Linked DNA regions of Mus musculus: region 2 is linked to region 1. Evidence: chromatin contacts called from public Hi-C data. All regions are on one chromosome and are shown on one strand. The core of a region is the stretch at or near the end of the contact, and the rest is flanking DNA. Distances in the headings are between cores, read along the strand shown. Region 1 holds the start of Hspb3 (heat shock protein 3). Region 2 overlaps Arl15 (ADP-ribosylation factor-like 15).

Region 1 (6,223 bases), core at 2,774-5,273:
GTCTTCGTCTTCTGGAATCACGATGCTCTCTTTGGCTCAAGCACCCCAGACAGAACATTCCATGGCTCTTTCTAGAAAACTCTCTCGGACCCCGAGTACCTGTAATTAGCATCCCCTACATGATCCACTGAGTCACAGAAGTCTTAGTAAGCAATTAGCAAAGGAGACTAGGTAGTGTGCCTCATCTTTTCATTACTGTCTCTTTGCCCCATCTCTAGGGATAGTTTTTATTTTCCACTAGAGTTCTTGCCTATCTTTCTCATTAATACGTAAGGCCACAGACACACCTATGACTATAGAGACCCCACAAACCATTGTACAGTTATGCAGTATCTGAGGTTTTATATAATCTCTCTCTATATGTACATCTCTGTCCTATCCTCTCTCTCTCTTTCCATAAAAACTAGGTTTTTTTTTTTTTTTTTTTTGCCTTCCTGAGAGTAATACAGCTTTCTTTGAGAATTAAGGAAGCAAAGTTCAGAAAAGTTACCCTACATGTACCCTTAAGATAATTAGAAACAAACAATCAACAACTAGTATATATTCCTTTCAAACATGGGCAGCTTGAAGAAAATAAAGATGATTAGACTGTCATTGACATAGCTGATGGTGGAGTTATGGGTAGTCTATTGCAGGCCTGTAAAGCCTTGAATGTAGCCGGAGCTGGGTGATGAGGCAGGGATGTACTTCGGTGGCAGAACACTTGCCCAGCACCCAGACTCTATTTTTTTTTCTGTTTTTTTTTAATTAGGTATTTTCCTCGTTTACATTTTCAATGCTATCCCAAAGGTACCCCATACCTACCCCCCCCAATCCCCTACCTACCCACTTCCCCTTTTTGGCCCTGGCGTTCCCCTGTACTGGGGCATATAAAGTTTGCAAGTCCAATGGGCTTCTCTTTGCAGTGATGGCCGACTAGGCCATCTTTTGATACATATGCAGCTAAAGACAAGAGCTCCCGGGTACTGGTTAGTTCATATTGTTCTTCCACCTATAGGGTTGCAGTTCCCTTTAGCTCCTTGGGTAATTTCTCTAGCTCCTCCATTAGGGGCCGTGTGACCCATCCAATAGCTGACTGTGATCATCCACTTCTGTGTTTGCTAGGCCCCGGCATAGTCTCACAAGAGACAGCTATATCTGGGTCCTTTCAGCAAAATCTTGCTAGTGTATGCAATGGTGTCAGCATTTGGAAGCTGATTATGGGATGGATCCCTGCATATGGCAATCACTAGATGGTCCATCCTTTCGTCACAGCTCCAAATTTTGTCTCTGTAACTCCTTCTATGGGTGTTTTGTTCCCATTTCTAAGAAAGGGTAAAGTGTCCGCACTTTGGTCTTTGTTCTTCTTGAATTTCATGCGTTTGGCAAGTTGTATCTTATATCTTGGGTATCCTAAGTTTCTGGGCTAATATCCACTTATCAGTGAGTACATATTGTGTGAGTTCCTTTGTGATTGGGTTACTTCACTCAGGATGATACCCTCCAGGTCCATCCATTTGCCTAGGAATTTCATAAATTCATTTTTTTAAATAGCTGAGTAGTATTCCATTGTGTAAATGTACCACATTTTCTGTATCCATTCCTCTGTTGAGGGGCATCTGGATTCTTTCCAGCTTCTGGCTATTATAAACAAGGCTGCTATGAACATAGTGGAGCATGTGTTCTTCTTACCGGTTGTGACATCTTCTGGATATATGCCCAGGAGAGGTATTGCGGGATCCTCTGGTAGTACTATGTCCAATTTTCTGAGGAACCGCCAGACTGATTTCCAGAGTGGTTGTACAAGCTTGCAGTCCCACCAACAATGGAGGAGTGTTTCCCTTTCTCCACATCCTCGCCAGCATCTGCTGTCACCTGAGTTTTTGATCTTTGCCATTCTGACTGGAGTGAAGTGGAATCTCAGTGTTATTTTGATTTGCATTTCCCTGATGATTAAGGATGTTGAACATTTTTTCAGGTGCTTCTCTGCCATTTGGTATTCCTCAGGTGAGAATTCTTTGTTCAGCTCTGAGCCCCATTTTTTAATGGGGTTATTTGATTTTCTGGAGTCCACCTTCTTGAGTTCTTTATATATATATTGGATATTAGTCCCCTATCCAATTTGGGATAGGTAAAGATCCTTTCCCAATCTGTTGGTGGCCTTTTTGTCTTATTGATGGTGTCTTTTGCTTTGCAGAAGCTTTGCAATTTTATGAGGTCCCATTTATCGATTCTTGATCTTACAGCACAAGCCATTGCTGTTCTATTCAGGAATTTTCCCCCTGTACCCATATCTTCGAGGCTTTTCCCTACTTTCTCCTCTATAAGTTTCAGTGTCTCTGGTTTTATGTGGAGTTCCTTAATCCACTTAGATTTGACCTTAGTACAAGGAGATAGAAATGGATCAATTCGCATTCTTCTACATGATAACCGCCAGTTGTGCCAGCACCATTTGTTGAAAATGCTGTCTTTTTTTCACTGGATGGTTTTAGCTCCCTTGTCAAAGATCAAGTGACCATAGGTGTGTGGGTTCATCTCTGGGTCGTCAATTCTGTTCCATTGGTCTACTTGTCTGTCACTATACCAGTACCATGCAGTTTTGATCACAATTGCTCTGTAGTACAGTTTTAGGTCCGGCATGGTGATTCCACCAGAGGTTCTTTTATCCTTGAGAAGAGTTTTTGCTATCCTCGGTTTTTTGTTATTCCAGATGAATCTGCCGATTGCCCTTTCTAATTCGTTGAAGAATTGAGTTGGAATTTTGATGGGGATTGCATTGAATCTGTAGATTGCTTTTGGCAAGATAGCCATTTTTACAATGTTGATCCTGCCAATCCATGAGCATGGGAGATCTTTCCATCTTCTGAGATCTTCTTTAATTTCTTTCTTTAGAGACTTGAAGTTCTTATCAGGAATTCAAGCCCATACCTAAACATGATAAAAGCAATCTACAGCAAACCAATAGCCAACATCAAAGTAAATGGTGAGAAGCTGGAAGCAATCCCACTAAAATCAGGGACTAGACAAGGCTGCCCACTTTCTCCCTATCTATTCAACATTGTACTTGAAGTCCTAGCCAGAGCAATTAGACAACAAAAGGAGATCAAGGGGATACAAATTGGAAAGGAAGAAGTCAAAATATCACTTTTTGCAGATGATATGATAGTATATATAAGTGACCCTAAAAATTCCACCAGAGAACTCCTAAGCCTGATAAACAGCTTCAATGAAGTAGCTGGATATAAAATTAACTCAAAGAAGTCAATGGCCTTTCTGTACACAAAGGATAAACAGGCTGAGAAAGAAATTAGGGAAACAACACCCTTCTCAATAGTCACAAATAATATAAAATACCTTGGCAGACTCTATTTTTATGTAGCACATCTTGAAGAAGTTCCGCGGCAGCTGCCTCAGTCTTGGCCAGTGGAAGGACAATGAAAGGGTGCTCTAGTTGAGAAATGATGTGCAGTGAGTGTCTTTGCCCATTCAATAGCATGGTGTTGATTAGATTCATTCTTTGTTTTCTGAACCTTAATATGAAATAGTTGAACGCTTTGCATTTTGCCCTCTGCTATTGACTATTTCTGTCAGTCCTGAGCTCCCAGGCTCCCTCTGAAGTTGCACAGTCTTCTCGCTTAGTCATCCCATCTCATTTTGCCGAGTCAGATGTACAAACACCAGCTGATGTGGTTCAGGTGTCCTTTAGGCACAAAAGAGTAAAAAGAACGGAATAGGATCCGAACTTAGCTGGAGTTTAGTAGCTGTTTGAAATTGATTGATTTCTCATAAACCAGAGTTAGAATCGTCTCTCCCCGAATGGAATTTTCAGGCAGAGGGAGAGGCTTGTACTGAGATGATTGCACACTTTGCAGGTCACACGGTGTGATCTTCAAGCGCTGCTTCTGGTTTCTACTTTGTGTTTTGGGGTGAACAAGGCAGACAGGCCTGCCAAGGCTAAGGGAGCGTGCAAGTGCGATCCCTGCCTGGCCCACTTGTACAGGCTGTGAGCTAAATGCAACTCGCAGAGGCGGCTATAAATAGCCATTCATTGTCAGTGTGTGTGAAAAGACAAGAGTCAGTGTGCCGGTCTGATTCAGCCCCAATTAAGCTGCCGTCTGGGCAGGACTGTAAACGGAGCTGCTAGGACTAAGAATCGAGTCCGCAGGCAACGCCAGAGACTAGACACTCACGGAAGGGAAGTGGTTCAACGCTGGAGTCGCCTCTGCTATGGCAAAAATCATTTTGAGGCACCTCATAGAGACCCCAGTGCGTTATCAGGAGGAGTTTGAAGCTCGAGGCTTAGAAGACTGCAGACTGGATCATACACTATACGCACTGCCCGGGCCAACCATCGAGGACCTGAGTAAAGCCAGAGGCGCAGGCACGCCACAGGCTCTGGCAGAGGACTCAGCCTCCACGGAGAAGCCACCCGGAGAAGGCAAATCCCGTTTCCAGATCCTGCTGGATGTGGTCCAGTTCCTGCCCGAGGACATCATCATCCAGACCTTCGAGGGCTGGCTGCTGATCAAGGCACAGCACGGAACCAGAATGGACGAACACGGGTTTATATCGCGGAGTTTCACCAGACAGTACAAACTGCCAGATGGAGTCGAAACCAAAGATTTGTCTGCCATCCTCTGTCATGATGGAATCTTGGTGGTGGAAGTCAAAGATTCACTAGGGACCAAGTGAAAGCCTTTTGGTTGCTCTTCATACCCCAGGAAGGAAGATGAAAGCCAGGGACACCCCGGGAATGCTTAAACTTTTGAGATGGATTGCTGTCACTTTTATGAGGATTAAAAAAAACCAAATGTATCCACCGTTCCTGGTATGTGGAGGTTGTCTTTCTTATTGGTAGCCAGAAAGGAAGGTTTTCAAATGTGTTTGTGCAGTTAGGAGTGCTGCTGCTTTTACAATGAAGCCACCTCAGAGCTAGCAGACTGTGGTTGGTACTAGAGAATGCTCAGCCTGGTTTTTGATGAGTCTAAAATTCCACAGAGGCCATTTGGACAACCCATGGCAAACCAGTCCTTGTCAGTAAAGAGATCTGATTTTTCCTCACTGTATGAAAAGTTTCTGCATTGCTAGAAAGAGGGGGGAGGGCTTCAAAGAGAAAATTTTATTTCTGTATACTATAATTTACGGGACCTGGGTCTGAATCTAGTTAAAAGTCACAACAGTTGTTGCTCATTTAAACATCAGTGGGGATCTTCAGGTATTTTAGTTTTTTAAAAGTTCCCATATAGACCACATATAGTTTTCAAAGCTAAACTGAACCCTACCAGAAGTTTTGCTGCTAGACAATGTATACTACTTGCTTTGGTGTTATATTTGTTAGCCCAGAGTGTATAGTGTCTCGTATGCTAGGTGTGGGAAACTAAAACGTTGCATTGCTGGGCTCAGGAAATCTTAATGCTCGCTATTTTGAAGGGGGGATGGCCAGTGCCAGCGTCTGCTGTCTCTACTGGTCGAAAGTTTTAAATAACCTTGCGGCCAGTGAGGAACCTGAGCTCACGCAGCCATGAGAGCTGGGTGCATAGTCTGGGGCAGCACATGCTTGTCAGGACTCCCTTAGTGCCTCTGTTCTCCCAAACTGCTGCTTTGACTCTGGATGGAGCTGGTAGAGGTTAAGAAAGGGAGGCTTGCCTTCAGCAGCTGCTCGTAGGCATTTAGAATATGTGCTAGCTCATTCTATGCATCCTAAATACTTCCGTGGAGAAAGTGGCCGCTTTCTGTTTCACTGGGTGCTGAATGTGAGCTCACAGGGAGAGAGGCCAGGCCAGTGCTAAGAATAGAAAGAAGATCTCAGAGTGTGGCTGTCACCTGTGTGGAGGCAGACAGCTGTCATGGTGCTCCTCCATCTTGCCTCTCCTCTCTTCAAGCTAAAACAGGGAAGTTGGGGAGTCAGTAAAAACCAGAAATCAAACAGAGTCTGGGGTGACATTTGCTACTTTTTGCTAACATCGAAAAGATGTTGGAGCATCTGTTTATATGAAATTCGTGTCTAAAGCTGACGTTTGGGGTATGAAGTCTAGGATGAGATGTTTTTGTTTGAGAAATTGAAACTTACATGAACAGTGGGGCACAACAAAGCTAACCAGTGTGAGTGGGATACCAGATGCTAACAGGATGAGAAGTGGGATACAATGCAACGCCAGTCAAACATTGTTGCCATCCGAGTAATTATGTAGCCAATAGTGGTTTTAGAAACAAATAGCTCCAAGGGCTCTCTCATTTGGTTCCG
Region 2 (6,223 bases), core at 1,180-3,679, 160 kb before region 1:
AAAAACACTCCAAGCATTCCAGTCATTCACTGGTCCTATAATGAAAATAAATGGCAGATCATTTAATACTAACAATCACTTAATATTAGGGTCCCATTACCATAACTGGAATACTACAAGAGTTATTTTTAGTGAACACATGACTGAATTATCCTGGGGTAATGCCACTGGTTGTCTCAGACCAGGAAGCTGAAAAGGTCGATGAACTTGGCCAACATCCATTCTTTCCATCTATCTTTGGAAATTATTCAGCGCTACACCTTTGTAACATAATAGTTATTTAATAACTCTTTCCCTGTAAGAGGAAAAGGGTTTTTTTTTTTTTCCCAAGTAAAAAATATTAATTGTATCCCACCCAAATAAAAGACTGTTTGGCAGCCTGCCTTGCCAGCAGGTGTCATGTGACTAACCCTGGAAATGCAATACAAGTGAAAGTCGAATAGGAAAATTCCCCTCTAGCCTTTCCCTGCACCCTTTTTCTCTCTGTCCTACTTCTGTTCTCTGTAACTGAGATTTACTCTCTGATGACAATCCTGACCTGCAATGGGCCCATACTGAATGGCGGGTACACACGATGAGCCAGCCTGAAGATGACAATGACAGGAGCTGCTGGGCCTTCACAGCACACACATCACATCACATCACATCACATCCACACATAAAGAAAAATAAATCCTTATAAAGTAGGTGCCCCCAGTGTGGCGGGAATGAGAAACAGCCCCCAGTGTGGCTAAATACTGAATCCCCAGTAATAGCAAGCGATCATTTGGTGGGTGGAGCCTTGCTAAGAGAAAGTTCATCACAGGGTCGGGCTTGGAGGGTTTACAGCATGGCTCTCCTTTCTGTCCCTTTCAGCTTCCTGTATGTGATAGACATGTAACGAGCCAGAGGCCTTCTCCTATGGCTACCCTGCCTTGACTGTGTTCCCCACCGTGAGGAGCCCCATCCCTTTAGAACCTTTAAGCCAAAGTAAAGTAAAGCCCTTTCTTCCCCAACTTGCTCTTTGTCCGAGTGTTTTATCATACCAACCGAGAAGCTACCAGTGTAGCCCCTAAACCACAAGACTGTAAACATTTACATTTGTCTGTAAACTCTCAAAGGGCTTTGACTTTTAGAGAGAAATAGTTCATCTTCAGTCGTGAGAACCTACCCTCTCTACCCGTTCCTTCTTAAAACTCCCAAAAGCTCAACTGCTGCTATAGCAGCTGCCAAAACTACTACAAAACCCTCAAAAAATACCTCAAGTAACATTTTCCTGAATACCACCATTACTTCCTCTCCCCGTCTCTGTAACCTGTAGTCCTTACTAATACTGTCAAACCCCTGGACACCCCACCTCATCCCAAGTGGCTGTCCACCACCCAGTCTCCAAACTCGTGCTAACAATCGTATTCTCAGGATGGCCTCTTCCCTCTAATTAGTGGGAGGAGCACTTAGAAACCAAGCATCCTTTAATCGTGGCGTAGGAACTGTTAGTAAATTTAACATGATTATACTTCATAGTCTTTCCCCAACTATGGAGCATTTGCAAAACCCTATTGTTACTGTAAATCTCTAGAAGAGAAGACAGCTCAGAATGACAGATGCACACAAAGTTATTTCCAACTGGAAACGAAAGAGCCAGATAAACTGTGACCCGGGAGCCTCCAAGTCGCCACTCACAGATCTGCACCTGAACTGGTCAGAAGAAGAACTAAGGAATCATTATTTCAAAACCAATCACATCCTCTTTGCTACCTCATTCAAGGAACACGTGGGGGAGGTGGGGGGAGAGCAAGCTGTCAAAAACAAACCACAGATGGGTTAAAATATGTTAAGAGGAGTCTACTTAAAAAGTGTACAAAAGAGAAAAACAAGAAAAAAAAAGTCAGCTTTAAAATTGATGTGATTGTTTAATCTTACAATTGTTTTCCTAAAAGATTTCAAAGGTAACCATGAAAATAATGGAAGGAGAAAAAAAAAATTTCAACAAGATGGCAGAAAACAAAAGTCATTTGCCACATAGTGTAAAATCAACCTGATTTTAAGGTATTTCAGATCTGTCAGGGGGTGGAAAAAAACCAGTGGTTTTAAGAGAGCTCCTTTTTAAATTCTTAACATAATGGCCAATCCCAATTTGATGCCCTATGCAGTCCTTCATCTTGATATAAAGCAAGATGTCCTTCCTTTGTTGTCTCCTCTATAATTTGCTTGTGGTGAGAATACAAAGTTAACAGAGCCAAGCCCAGAGTCCTGGGAATAAGATGGGAAAACTGGTAAAACAAGGAAGGGGGAGGAGCAAGACGCACCTTGGAATGAGGCCCAGGCCTGGGACACCTGTTTCCAAATCCGGTAGACTGACAAGGCATTTTCTCACATCAGCATCTCTGTACAGATGGGATGGCGGCAAAGATGCGGAGCGTGCAGACTGGCAAGTGAAGACCCACGATACACAGGAGCTCTGCAGACGTGTGTGGGCAGCGCTCTGAGCAAAGGCCCGTCCGCCTTTCCTCAGGCACTGCTGGAGCCTGGCATCTACTTTAGAACTGGGATGGCCTTCTGTTGGAGCTGTTACTGCAGATATTAACAGCGAATCGCTTGACTCTCAGCAGCTATTTCTCACAAGGAAAAATAACTTTAAAAAAAAAAAGCCTCACTACAAAATAAAATCAGACCTTGAAGGCAAAATGTATAGCCTTGCTCCTTGGTATGTATTCCATGGCTTCTTCAAATGGGAAAGAGGATGCCGCTAATCTGCCTGAAGAAAGCATAACCAATGCCACTCTAACTGACCTCTGGATATTTTCTAAGGTGGCTTTAGTGGTAAAAAGACTACCAGAATGCAGAGTGTAGGTCTGTGGCCATGTATTGTAATGCTAAATACTTGCCCAGGGACCAGAGAGTCCTCACATACATCAAGTGATGCTATAGACCCTTGCTCCTTAATTTAAAACTATTGGTTGAATAAAAATGTCAACAGCTGGGAAGGAGAGAAGTAGGCAGAGTTTCAGATCCAGGGCTTGGGATCAGAGGAGGCAAAAACCACAAGAGGGTAGTGGAAGGTGGAGAGAGGAGACGTCATTGGGTAAGTGAATCATAAAAACAGGGCCATGAAGACTAGCCAATTGGAGTTAAGAACAGCCCAGATGGGACACGGCAAGTTATAACTCGGGGTTGCTGATAGGGAAATAGATACTAATCGCTTAGAGGGCAGGGATCTGCTCAGCTCTATTGCTTTAAAGGTTTATTATAAATATAAATGTTGTGTGTCTTTTATCTGGAAACTGAATGACCAAGGGACGGGGAGAAACCCCCAACTGAGATTAAATATTTTCAATAACACCGGTGCCCTAAGAGTAAAAGTCTATACTTCCTTAGAAATCTACAGCTGGGCCCAGGAGCTTGAAATCACTGACCTCTCTATAAAATTAATCAAGACTTAAAAGGCAATCTAGATATGACCTCAGATGTGAAAAGTCATCTAGCAAAATAACCCAACGAAGACATATATCATATTAGAATTTATGGACTTCACCACTTTTAGCAAGACACCACGAAAATTTCCACCCACTATTACAAAGAAAAATAAATTTTGGCTGAAATTCTTTCTTACTTTCTGTGGAAGGCAAGAATAGCTCTGAAAATTCAGATCTTAAAAAATAGAGAAAAAAAAGAAAGAAATGTTTTAATTTAGCAAAAGACAATAATTAGTAGTAATTGCCTTGAAATATATATCCCTTCCATGTCTGTTAGGACTGGGGGCTAAAGATTCAACACAAGAAGAAAAGGTGGAAGGAAAGAAGTTATCTGTAGAGCCCCATGTGCGACATTCACTTTAGGCAGTACTAAGTATGAAACAGTATGGGTGAACAAACCCTGGTGTCACTACTCTTCCACCTCTGACCTAAGAATTTACAATTCTATGACAGACAGGTGTAACACACCAATGTCTAGCAGGAGCAAGGCATGCACAGAGGACTTCAGGGACACAATGGGAACACTGAACCATAGTTACAGGTATCAGGAGACTTTCTAGTCTATGGCATGGACACTTAAAACCCTGGGAAGTGAGGGGGGGGGGGCAAAGGCAGAGCAGAGCAAAGTGACAGACTCCACAAGCACAGGGAAGCTGGTGGCCATGCCCTGAAACCCTCCTAGCCTGCTGAGTGGCCACATTTCACGTCACTTCAGGTACTGGTCACTGTTAACTGTGAACAGGCTACCTGACGTCTACTCGGGTCAATACAGCAAGCATCTTCCTTAGCAGGTCACTGTTCTGTTGTTCCTTTGCCCACAAGCATCACACAGTAGGTCACTCTCCCTGCTAAGCTGCTAATATCCAGAATGTGACCCAGAAGAAAAACAATCACATTCTTTCTCTCTAGATCGAAACATTAAGTGCCAGAAACTAGCCTGTGGAAAGAACGTGCCACGTTCTCATTTCTAAAGAGGAGAACAGAGGGGTGTGCGTGTTTAAGTTTTCACAAGTGGGCGTGTATATTTTTGCTTATAGACATGTAGAGAACTGAAGTTGACATCAGGTTTCTTCTTCAACCACTTTCTACTTTATTTATTAAAGCAGTGTCTTTCACTGAGCCTAGAGCTGGCCAGATTCAACTAAGTTACTTGCTCCAAGGACTCCCTCTTTCCGCATGCTAAGATTATCAGCACACCACTAAGCCAATGCAGCTATTATACACTTTCTAGGGATCCAAACTCCCAGGCTCGTACTTAAACAATTTACCCGCTTAGTTTTCCCCAAACTGAGAAAAATGGGAAGCCTGAAGCCTAGCTTTAGGATGGTGGAAGACCTTTGTCATTCTAAGCCATGATGTTAACTCCAAAGTCCCCTGAAGGAGCAGACTTGACAAAGCCAGAGGGCTCTATGCATACACATGAATATAGTGAATGTGTCTTAAATGAAGTCACGCCACTTGGGTTGACAATTCACTCCCCTCAAGAACTATCTAAGAAACACCCCAGACATGAAAAACAACTTCCTTCTGAGTTGTTGGTCAGGGTCGTCCAAGAGACTCCTAAACACGGCTAGTACTGTTGCCCCTGCCTTGCCACTACCAGAGGTTGCAGTGAGCCCCTAATGCTAGAGATACTACAGACTTGAGATAAATGACTCAAGATTGGAGCTGGATATGACCTGAAAGCCTTTCTGAGGCTTAGCTTCCACAGTGCCAGGATTTGCTAGGCACGCTGTCAAAGAAGAGACACAAATGAGGACAGAGCTATGAAGCGCTAATACCTATGAACCACAACAATGACCAGGATGCCAAGAAATCCGTAAAAATGCAACAGTGGCGCTCATATCTCAGTGGTAGCCAATGTTTGTATGATTGTTTGCAAGGCCTGCTCAAGGCACGGGAAGTCATGCCTGTTACTAGAACACTGACTCGGGGCTGGTGAGGCCACAGATGTTAGAGAGGAACCTTCTGCCTCCTCTTTACCACACTATCATGATGCCTTACCGCATGGTAAGGTTTAGCCTTATATCACAATAAGTGTAGCTTTTACCTCTCACCAACCCCCCTAAGCAGTAAAGACCATTTCAGAAAATCAAAACTGGTCAACATGCAGAGGTCAACTGATCATGGGTGTCAGCCCCAGTGAATATATATATATGTATGTATGTATGTGTATATATATACATGTATATACATATACATATACATATATATATACACATACATATATATCTACCCTACAACTCCTGCACCTAAGGCTCAGGGAATGCCATGGGGGTGAGGTGGATTCTAAGAGCCACAGGACCAAGAAGTCTGCTGTGAGACTGTGTCTCCTCGAAGTGGTGGAGAACCTACACCAATGATACCTCAACAACATGGCTGCCTAAGCAAGACCTAAAAGGTGACAACACAAACAGAGCACGGGAAGGAGAAAAGTCACAGGGCTCTACCCCAGATAAAGAACTACAGGCAACCAATGTCTGCTGAGAGAGGAGGAGAACTGGTCTTTCCCAGGGATGAGCCCATAAAAGCTTATCTCACTCCAGGTGGTCAGCCCTGAAACCATAGATGCACAAGCAACAGTAAATGGACTCAGAAGGCTATATATGTTCCTCTGTGTGTGTGTGTGTGTGTGTGTGTGGTGGTGGTGGTGGTGGTGGTGGCGGTGGTGGTGTTATATAATATTAATAAAAGAAAAAGAATCCATCAATTTTGCATAGGAGAGGTTGGAGAGAGGTGACATGGGACAGATTGGAGGGAAGGAAGGG

The links. A called contact is a pair of places that touch in the nucleus more often than the background predicts.
Region 2: a contact with region 1 is called in a Hi-C map of cortical neurons, with 1.8 times the contacts expected there. The contact joins the enhancer-like site here to the promoter of Hspb3 in region 1. A contact is called at or near these places in 1 of 39 promoter capture datasets (cranial neural crest), 1 of 484 Hi-C or Micro-C datasets (cortical neurons), 1 of 115 datasets of contacts at active chromatin or transcription factors (embryonic stem cells) and 1 of 9 other capture datasets (embryonic stem cells).

The regions. Positions count from the first base shown.
Region 1 is chr13:113,661,476-113,667,698 of GRCm38.p6, reverse strand. It overlaps Hspb3 (heat shock protein 3), which reads left to right and starts at 4,023. Exons shown (of 1, transcript NM_019960.2): 1 at 4,023-4,803. The coding sequence starts at 4,207. The coding sequence ends at 4,671. The region is part of intron 1 of Gm34586 (a long non-coding RNA gene); the gene reads right to left.
Region 2 is chr13:113,818,282-113,824,504 of GRCm38.p6, reverse strand. The region is part of intron 1 of Arl15 (ADP-ribosylation factor-like 15); the gene reads right to left. Among named protein-coding and RNA genes, the nearest start is that of Arl15, 27 kb to the right of the region's middle. Within about 2 kb of position 2,429, at least 14 of the 459 cell types and tissues checked have an H3K27ac peak or open chromatin away from gene starts, as enhancers often do. A contact at or near this core is called in cortical neurons, where this site is marked.